Linked DNA regions of Sus scrofa: regions 2 and 3 are each linked to region 1. The links are chromatin contacts, called in public Hi-C and HiChIP or PLAC-seq maps. All regions are on one chromosome and are shown on one strand. The core of a region is the stretch at or near the end of the contact, and the rest is flanking DNA. Distances in the headings are between cores, read along the strand shown.

What was found. Hi-C and Micro-C count contacts between places; a contact is called where the count stands out from the background. HiChIP or PLAC-seq counts read pairs in DNA pulled down with a chosen protein or histone mark.
Region 2: a Hi-C map of liver shows a contact between it and region 1, with 2.1 times the contacts expected there. The contact joins the enhancer-like site here to the promoter of BCL2 in region 1. A contact is called at or near these places in 2 of 5 promoter capture datasets (fetal liver and liver), 31 of 47 Hi-C or Micro-C datasets (adipocytes, adipose tissue, alveolar macrophages and 17 more) and 2 of 2 datasets of contacts at active chromatin or transcription factors (alveolar macrophages and skeletal muscle).
Region 3: an H3K27ac HiChIP or PLAC-seq map of alveolar macrophages shows a contact between it and region 1. The contact joins the enhancer-like site here to the promoter of BCL2 in region 1. A contact is called at or near these places in 6 of 47 Hi-C or Micro-C datasets (blood, epiblast stem cells, fibroblasts and 3 more) and 2 of 2 datasets of contacts at active chromatin or transcription factors (alveolar macrophages and skeletal muscle).

The regions. Positions count from the first base shown.
Region 1 is chr1:158,336,015-158,338,717 of Sscrofa11.1, reverse strand. BCL2 (apoptosis regulator Bcl-2) reads right to left here and starts at 1,315. Exons shown (of 2, transcript XM_021099593.1): 1 at 1-1,315.
Region 2 is chr1:158,505,295-158,507,997 of Sscrofa11.1, reverse strand. The region is part of intron 1 of BCL2 (apoptosis regulator Bcl-2); the gene reads right to left. Among named protein-coding and RNA genes, the nearest start is that of BCL2, 170 kb to the right of the region's middle. Within about 2 kb of position 1,312, at least 30 of the 83 cell types and tissues checked have an H3K27ac peak or open chromatin away from gene starts, as enhancers often do. A contact at or near this core is called in adipose tissue, alveolar macrophages, epiblast stem cells and 4 more, where this site is marked.
Region 3 is chr1:158,480,786-158,483,488 of Sscrofa11.1, reverse strand. The region is part of intron 1 of BCL2 (apoptosis regulator Bcl-2); the gene reads right to left. Among named protein-coding and RNA genes, the nearest start is that of BCL2, 140 kb to the right of the region's middle. Within about 2 kb of position 1,333, at least 35 of the 83 cell types and tissues checked have an H3K27ac peak or open chromatin away from gene starts, as enhancers often do. A contact at or near this core is called in alveolar macrophages, liver, omental adipose tissue and 1 more, where this site is marked.

The DNA.
Region 1 (2,703 bases), core at 66-2,565:
ACCAACAGCACCTCTCGCCCCCGCTTCCCACCCCACGGCCCCGAAAGAGAGAATAGTTATAATCCAGCTATTTTATTGGATGTGCTTTGCATTCTTGGTTGAGGGGGTGTCTTCAGTCACGCGGAACACTTGATTCTGGTGTTTCCCTCTTGGCATGAGATGCAGGAAATTTTTATTTAAATTCCTTTCGGATCTTTAGTTCATGAGGCACATTATTAATTATTGTTAATATCAGTCTACTTCCCCCGTGATGCTGAAAGGTTAAAAAAACTAATCAGTCAAAATCAGGTGCATTTCCCTTTATACACTGGGTGAAAGCAGGGCTTAACACACTACAAGTTACACAGCTGAAAAGAATGTATTAAACTGCCTGGAAATTAAACTTACTCGAATGCACTTAAAAGTTAAAATCTCAAATGTTTCCATTGAAAGTTACATTAAGCCAATTTTCTGTGCAAAGAACTTACTTGTATTTTTTAAGGACAGCATGATCCTCTGTCAAGTTTCCTTTTTGTGAAAACAAAACAAATGCATAAGGCAAAGATTCCATCAATCTTCAGAACTCTCCAGTTATAGCTGCTTTGAAACTTCCAAATGAATCAGGAGCTGGGGGAGGAGGTGTAAAAATTAGGAGAATTTCCAGTTTGATTCCCAGACTTCTCCTTTACAGAAATGTCAATCCGTAGGAATCCCAACCAGAGATCTCAAGAGCACGAGAAAAGAAAGGCAGCGGCGGCGGCAGATGAATTACAATTTTCAGTCCGGGATTTGCAGAAGTCCTGTGATTTTTCCCCTCTCGGCAATTTACACACGCACACACACGCGCGGGCACGGACATGGATTTCTATCCGCGGGGCCGCTTCACGCCTCCACGGGAGAGAGACAGGGACCGGGGGCCGGTGGACGAGCCGGGGACGGGGACAGGAATCCTCTTCTGATTAAACTCCGAACGGCAAATGCATTTTCCGAAAAGCTGCTTGATAAATGAAGGCTGGACGCACCCGGCCCGCCGGTGCCGAGCGCGAGAAGCCCGCGCTGTGTGTGGTGCGGCGAGGGGTGGGGAGAAGGAGGTGGTGGGGGAGGGTTTTATTTTTTCCCTCTTTTCCTAAAAAGGATGACTGCTACGAAGTTCTCCCCCCTGGACCCCCTCTTCCGCTGCACCCCACCGGCGCACCCCGCCTCCGGGCTGCGCACCCTTTCTCCTCCTCCTGCTCCTGCGCGGCAGAGCTGGCTGCGCCCGCCTCCCCCGCGCTCCCGCTCAGGGCGATGACGGCCGCGCCGGCGGGGAGGGCTCGGCTCCCGGCACCTTCGCTGGCAGCGGCGGCGGCGGCGGCGGCGGCGGCAGCGGCGGCGGCTCGGCGGGGAAACCGAGCTTGGCGGGCGGGAGCCCGGCGGGCGGGGGCCAGCGCAGGGAGGAAGGGGGCGGGCGCGGGGCCGGGGGGGCTGGCCTCTTACTTCATTCTCCTCTAACCGACTGGTTTCCTGTATGTACGTCACACTGTTCATTCAAAAAAAGAAGAAAGAAAGAGCCCTCCTCGGAGCCGCCCCACCGCCCCCTCCGCCCCCTCCGCCCCGCTCCCCTTCCCTGGGTTAAAGGAGCCGCGGCCGGCTCTGGAGCGGCGCGCCCCGCGGGGACACATGGCGCGCAGGGCCGCGGCCGGGGAGGGCGAGCCCGGGACAGCCCCCGCCCGCCCGCTCGCTCAGCCTGCCCGCTGGGCCCAGCCGGTGGGTGGCGCGGGCGGCGCAGGCCTCCCGCGCGGCCGCGGCGCGGTGGGTGTGCGCGGGGCCTCTTCGGGCCTTCGGAGGGCCCGGCGAGCGGCCAGGGCCGCCGGGGGAACCGCACGCGGCCGGATGGGTGGCTGCTAGGGGACGGGGGTGGGCGCCAAGAAAACAAGCGCCAGTAATCACTTCGGCCCTAACCGCGCGCGCGCTCCCGTGTGTGTGTGTGTGTGTGTGTGTGTGTGTGTGTGTACACACAAGCCCTTGTGTGTGTGTACACACAGCAGCCCCTGTGTGTGTACACACCAGCGCTTGGCAGATGCTGACCGAAGCAAAGAGACCTCAGCGCTGCCCTCCGAACGGAGGCGACGCTGCTGCACATTCATCAGCGAGGGAAGCCCCAAGCGTGTGTTTACTTTCAAGTTGCTTCCTAGGTGTCCACGCAGAGAATACACTTCGGTGACACCATCCATGACCAAAGCCAGACATAGCTCTCAGTGGCCCGGCAGAGGGATTAGTGGGGTATATACCAAGGGCTTTCAAGTGGTTAAGTCAATGTTTTTCCTCTACTAACAGTCTGGGCACTGGGTTAGGGGCTGCCCGCCACGCTACCGTGGGAGGCTACAGGGCTACCTTAAGGCCCCAAGCCCCCAAACCAGGGTAAGTGGGTCCACGGCCACCTAGCAGCCAATCTAGATAGCTGCACCTTCTCGAGTTATTTATACACAAACACAGACTCGCACACGCACTATATACACATTTTTTTTTATTCACAAGCATGAACAGCCCCCAGGAGAAAGGCACAAAGAGCAAACAAGTGGCATGTGTTTATTTTTATCTCTAAGAGTCTTTGACAAATAAAGCACCAAGAAAAATTTACAAATAGCAGGGTAGCTTACCTAATAGAACTCAAGAACAAACATATAGGGATACTGGATTGTTGTGATCATAGAAACATGACACGTGAGTACTGCCACAAGTACA
Region 2 (2,703 bases), core at 63-2,562, 170 kb before region 1:
GATCTATTCAGAATCAAGTCTGTTATCTCCATGCTTAAGTCCAAACTCTTGACATCCTAGGCTCCAGATGCCCTGCTTCAACCTAGCTTCCTGCTCAGTTCTGTCGCTCATAAGTCCATTTTGGTTCATTCAGGAATTTCAGTGCAATCATGTTCTGCAGGCAGCTTTTTCCTAGCCCCTGGGCTGAGCTAAATAATCCTCAGCTAGTCCCTGTTCACTGTGTTATCTGAAGATCATCTGTTTACAGGTCTGTCTTTATCTATTAGAACCTGGAGGTGCAAGGACCATATAGTTTATTTGTCTTTGGATCCTTGGAGCATGTGTCTCTCACTTATTAGGTACTCAGCAAATGTTTGTGGAACTGAAATACACTGATTTCTTTTACTATAAAATAGTTCTTCCAAACACACCATGATACATGATTTTTTCTTTTTAATTTTATGATGGCTCCCACAGTACATGGAAGTTCCCGGGCTAGGGAATGAATCCAAGCTACAGCTGAGGCAACACTGGATCCTTTAACCTTCCTGTGCCAGGCCAGGATTAATTGAACCCATGCCTCTGCAGCAACCTGAGCTGCTGCAGTCGGATTCTTAATCCACTGTGCCACAATGGGAACTTCAATAGATGATATTTTTTAAAAGAAGTCTGTCCAAAGGGAATAAATGATTGGCTTAAACAAATCCATGCCTTTTTTTTTTTTTTTTTTTCCCAGACTCTACTGTCTTCCTGGTGAGGAACTGACATTCAGCCAGTTCTTGGCCGTCAGTGCTGGATCTGACTGGTCATCATCTGTGCCATGTTGGTGGTTAATCATTTTGAACAGCAGGCCCACCCATACGCCCTGTGAGTCTCCAAGGGAGGGATAAGCTGTGGGGTATTTTTCAGACTCACCGGGCCCTTTATCCCTCTGTCAGGGAGATTCCTACCGGGTTATAAAGACGGAGACTGCTGCCTGGAGATACAAAAGCAATAAGCTTAGGCATTGACCAGAGAGGCAGCGGTGGTGCCCTGTTGTATAGGGCAGGAGAGGTGATCAAAGGCCTCCAGCCGCTCCTGGACATTCATGGGAACATAAGGACCACCAGTGATCACTAGTCTTGGATTCCAGCAAGGGTGTGACACTCATTCCCAATAAGTACTATCTAGGGTTTCTCCAACGGCACACAGCAACTGCAGTGCAACCACTGGGAGAAGAGGGAGTGTGGAGAGATTGAGAAAAAAGGAAGTGGAGGGGAGAAGGCGGACACACACAGAGGGCTCTCCTGAAGCCCGGGAGGCAGTGACTCTCTGGACACCAGCCGTGGCAGAGATCAAAAGGGGAAGCAGGCGGCTGGGCCGCCAAGAGTGGTGGCCAGCGGAGCACACGCGAGGAAGTGAGGACTTTTTTTTCCTACCTGAATAAAGCAGCTGGTAAGGAAGTGACTCCATTTCCCCCCTTATCATTGGCCCGGCAGGATTTCCTCTGCAGCCACTTTGTGCTGAATGAGTCTGGAGGGTTCCGTCTGGAGAACTGAGCCACTTTGGGTGACTGCTAACCTCTGTCTCCTGTGGCTCTTTCTCCCCCCTCCCTTCCCCACCTTTACTCCCAAAATATTGATTCCGGGTTTGGGGGAAAAGGAAAGAGAAAAAAAGAAAAAAAAGGCTCCAACCCTGGAGTGTCTCGCTGAAGGACACACAGCTGCAGGGCCTACGGGTCGTGAAGAGGCGCGAGTGAGTGTGAGAAGCAGGATGGCCTGCAGGGCTGCCTCCCAAGCCATGGCCCGGGGATGGGGCTTGATCTTGCAGGGGCTCTGGCCCAGGAGGAGGGGCTAGTTGAATCACAGGCCAAGGACGTAAAGTGAAACCTAATCTAAGTGTCATCTGGATGTAACCAGAAACCTGCTAGAGAAATGGCAGGAGATGAAAAACCCAAACAAAACAAAAAAACACAACTTGCCCGCCTACGGCAGCGGGTCCAGGGAAGTTTGGGTGTATTTTGTGATGCAAATTGAGCTGAGGATGCAAATCAGGTGGGGAGGGGGTGGGCCTCTGGAGCTTGGGAGGGCAGAAAAATGAGAACCCCAACGGTTCCTTCCTTTTCTCCTCCGCAGTTTGAAACTAATTTGCAAAGGCGTCTGTTGCTCTGGGGACCCTGTGGCCACTGAGCCAGGTCAAAGGCCGCTGGTCCTGTCCACCTGCTGGAGGAGACCTGAGCCAGAGGCAGCCAGCACAGGCAGGATCTGGGCAGTTCTGCTAGTCTAACTGCCCCCCGCCCCCCGGGCTGGGGTGGGCGCTGCGACCCCGAGGGAAGCTCAGTGACAGATCTTTAGTCCTTGCACTAGCTATGCAAATACTACAGGGAGTGGGGACTTGGCCACCTGTAGCTTAGGTCCCTCCTGCCAGGAGGCGAGAACAGTCCAGAACTTCAAAAGACGTCTGTGGAAATGGTGCAAAGCAATGCATCTACAGCAAAATGTGCTAAAAAAAATAAACAAATAATTGTGCCATGTGGTTCATCAGGTTCCTACAATAAACCAAAACAACACAGAAGAAAGGCCAGATCTCTACGAGACCTCGAAATCTCATCTTTGACTTGCTGATTCATTCAGGAACCAAACATTTTTTATATGGTGCTGAGGAGTTTCAAAGCTAAAATACTATGCAGGCCTGCGCTGTCAGAACTGCGGTGTGAGCCTCTCGTGTACTTGCTGCAGCTTTCGA
Region 3 (2,703 bases), core at 84-2,583, 140 kb before region 1:
AGTAAGCAGTGCCTCGGCCCCCCTCGGTGATTGTTCTCTTGTCTTCTCTCTAGTGTGTGTGTGTGTGTGTGTGTGTGTGTGTGTGTGTGTGTGTGTGTGAAAAGTTTAGACTCCCCACGGATAAAACAAAGGTGCGGCCTTTGTCATTTAAGCTTTCTTTTTGCTCAGATGGTTTTTTCCATTTTGCTTGGGATGGAATTCCTTCTTCTTCACCACAAACTAAGCCCTTCAAGGCTCGGCTGAAGTTCATGTACTCTACGATGCTCCTGGACCCCCTTTCCTCGGCCCCTCCCTTCCTGACCTTTTGCTGAACAGACATTCTTCTCCCCTATTTCAGGCTCAGAGGGTCTGGTACCCACTGCTAGACTGTGTTATTGAAGACCTTAAGAGTTCCTGTGCCAATTACAAAGCAAAGCTGTAAGAGAAAGAGGGGCTAAATGGAAAATCAAACCCCAGCACCCACTGCTCCAGGGCAGAGGTTCCCACTGATGAGGATTCTCACCTCCAAATACAAGGATGGCAGAGAGCTCCCAGACCTGGACCCATTCCCCCCACCCAGTGCACCATGCACGCCAGTCGTCACGGGAGGCCTGAGTGCTTTATAGGCTGCCTGCTCACTCCCCGGCTGCATGTGTAAGCCAACGGTGCTGGCTTTTAGAAACATATTTCTTTTTCTATGACTAATTTAAAAGTGACTCATGCTCAGCTCCAGCAGCTGGTCCATGTGACCCGCAGGGCCGGTTGAGTGTATCTATAGATGTGTAAACCAAAGCAGTTCTTAGAACACAGATTTCCCCCCCTCCCACGTGCTGTTTATTTCCCTCCACTTCACAGGGACCGGGTGATGACACAGATGAGCCGCCCTGGAGACTGCCTTCTCCTTACCCCAGCCTGGAATGGGCCCATCCGGAGGAAATGAAGGCTGCCATCCAACAGGAGAACATAAAAGACCGGAGGAGGAAAGAGACAGGAGAACAAGCTAATCGACCTCTTCGGATGAAGAAATTATGAGAAAAGCCCCTAAAAACCTAGTGCGCTGAGGATGCATCCAAACAGACACAGGTCTGAGTTCTGTCTCATCCTGTGACATAGAGATTCAGACCCAGAGGAGATGGGATCACGCCCTCACCACCTCCAAACAACCTGCACTTCATTTTGAAAGCAGAAAAACATTCCTGGCATCTGCTGTGATTGGACCGGACAACTCGCATATATTAAAGTGTTTTAATTTCTGCAGCCGGTCTGCACCCCTCCGTCACTGGAGGATATGCGAGGCCCGGCTCGGGGACCCTACGGCTGCAGGAGGGACGTCGTCGGGTGACACAGCTGCCAAGTGCGCCAGATAGTGTTTCCTACCTCCCTCTCACTTCCTTTTTTCTATTAAACCAAATCTAAACACTCTGTGTGTGAAGTCTGTGTGAAGTCTGGGCTCTCTCGCTTTATTTTTTGTCACTGTTAACTGTGCCATTTCTCCCTGGCCACATCCTGGGGGTGTCTTCCTTGCCCCTGCAGTGAGAGAATCACCCCCACCCCAGGGCTTCAGGCATTCCCTCCGGACACCCCAGCACCCTTTAGCACCCTCCAGTGCTCCACCCCTCCGGTGCCTCGTTACTTCCATCACCCATCATCTTAAGACTCAGCTCATCCCATCTGAAAACCTTCCATGAAGCTTGACCTGACTATTTGCAAGCTGTCTCAGCATCTGCGCCTCCAGATCTCCTTCCAGACTTCATTTGGTCTGTTCTCCAGTTTCATTTTGCTCCTTGATACAAGATATGTATAATAATATACTATATTCCTATTAGCAGCTCTGTGTTTTTAGGGACCCATCTTCTACAAGGGCATTTTGTCCCAGTTAGGTATACTAAAAACGATCCTCACTCAAGCCCAAGGTAAGGAGAACTGATGGTTAAAAGTCACTTTTCAGGGAAACTTCAAAAAAAAAAAAAAAGCGTGTCTCCAGTTTGACTGCAAATTCTTTGGGGGGTGGCCGCAGGGGGACTCACGTATTTCTCCCCATAGCAATGGGAGACTCGAACCTCCCAGGTAAAAGAAATATTTTATGTTTGCCCCAAAATGTAGTATGCAAAGTCTTACCTTACCTATTTTTTAGCCCGCTACTCAATGTGACTGCATGTCAGCTGAGAGATAAACCTTACTATTCATTCGTACTTAGAGGCTATGTGGAGAGGAATACATGCACTGAACATGCAACAAAAGGACAAACCTAGACAACAGCAGGCACTTCCACAGCATGTCATTTGAGCATGGATCTAAGCATTTATCAAACAGCAGTTCATCTGGGCCTTATACTGTATGAAGTTGGCACTGTTATTATCTCCATTTCCGACAGGAGGAGACTGCGGCAGAACAGGTAACTTGTCCAAAGACACGTGGTCAGAAAGTGCTGGGATCAAGCTCAGGTCATGCAGCTCCAGGCTGTGCTCTTAGGTATTATACTATATTCCTGTTAACAGCTGTGTGTTTTTAGGGACCCCTCTTCCACAAGGACATCTCGTCCCAGTTAGGTACACTAAAAACGATCCTCACTCAAGCCCAAGACAAAGAGAGCTGATGGTTAAAAAGTCACTTTTCAGAGAAACTTCAAAAAGCAGTATGATGGTGTGGAAGCTAAATAAAGAGCATCTTTAAGGTGAAGGAAATAAAATCTTCCAGTCCGTCCTGAGGACCCCACAGAGTGGC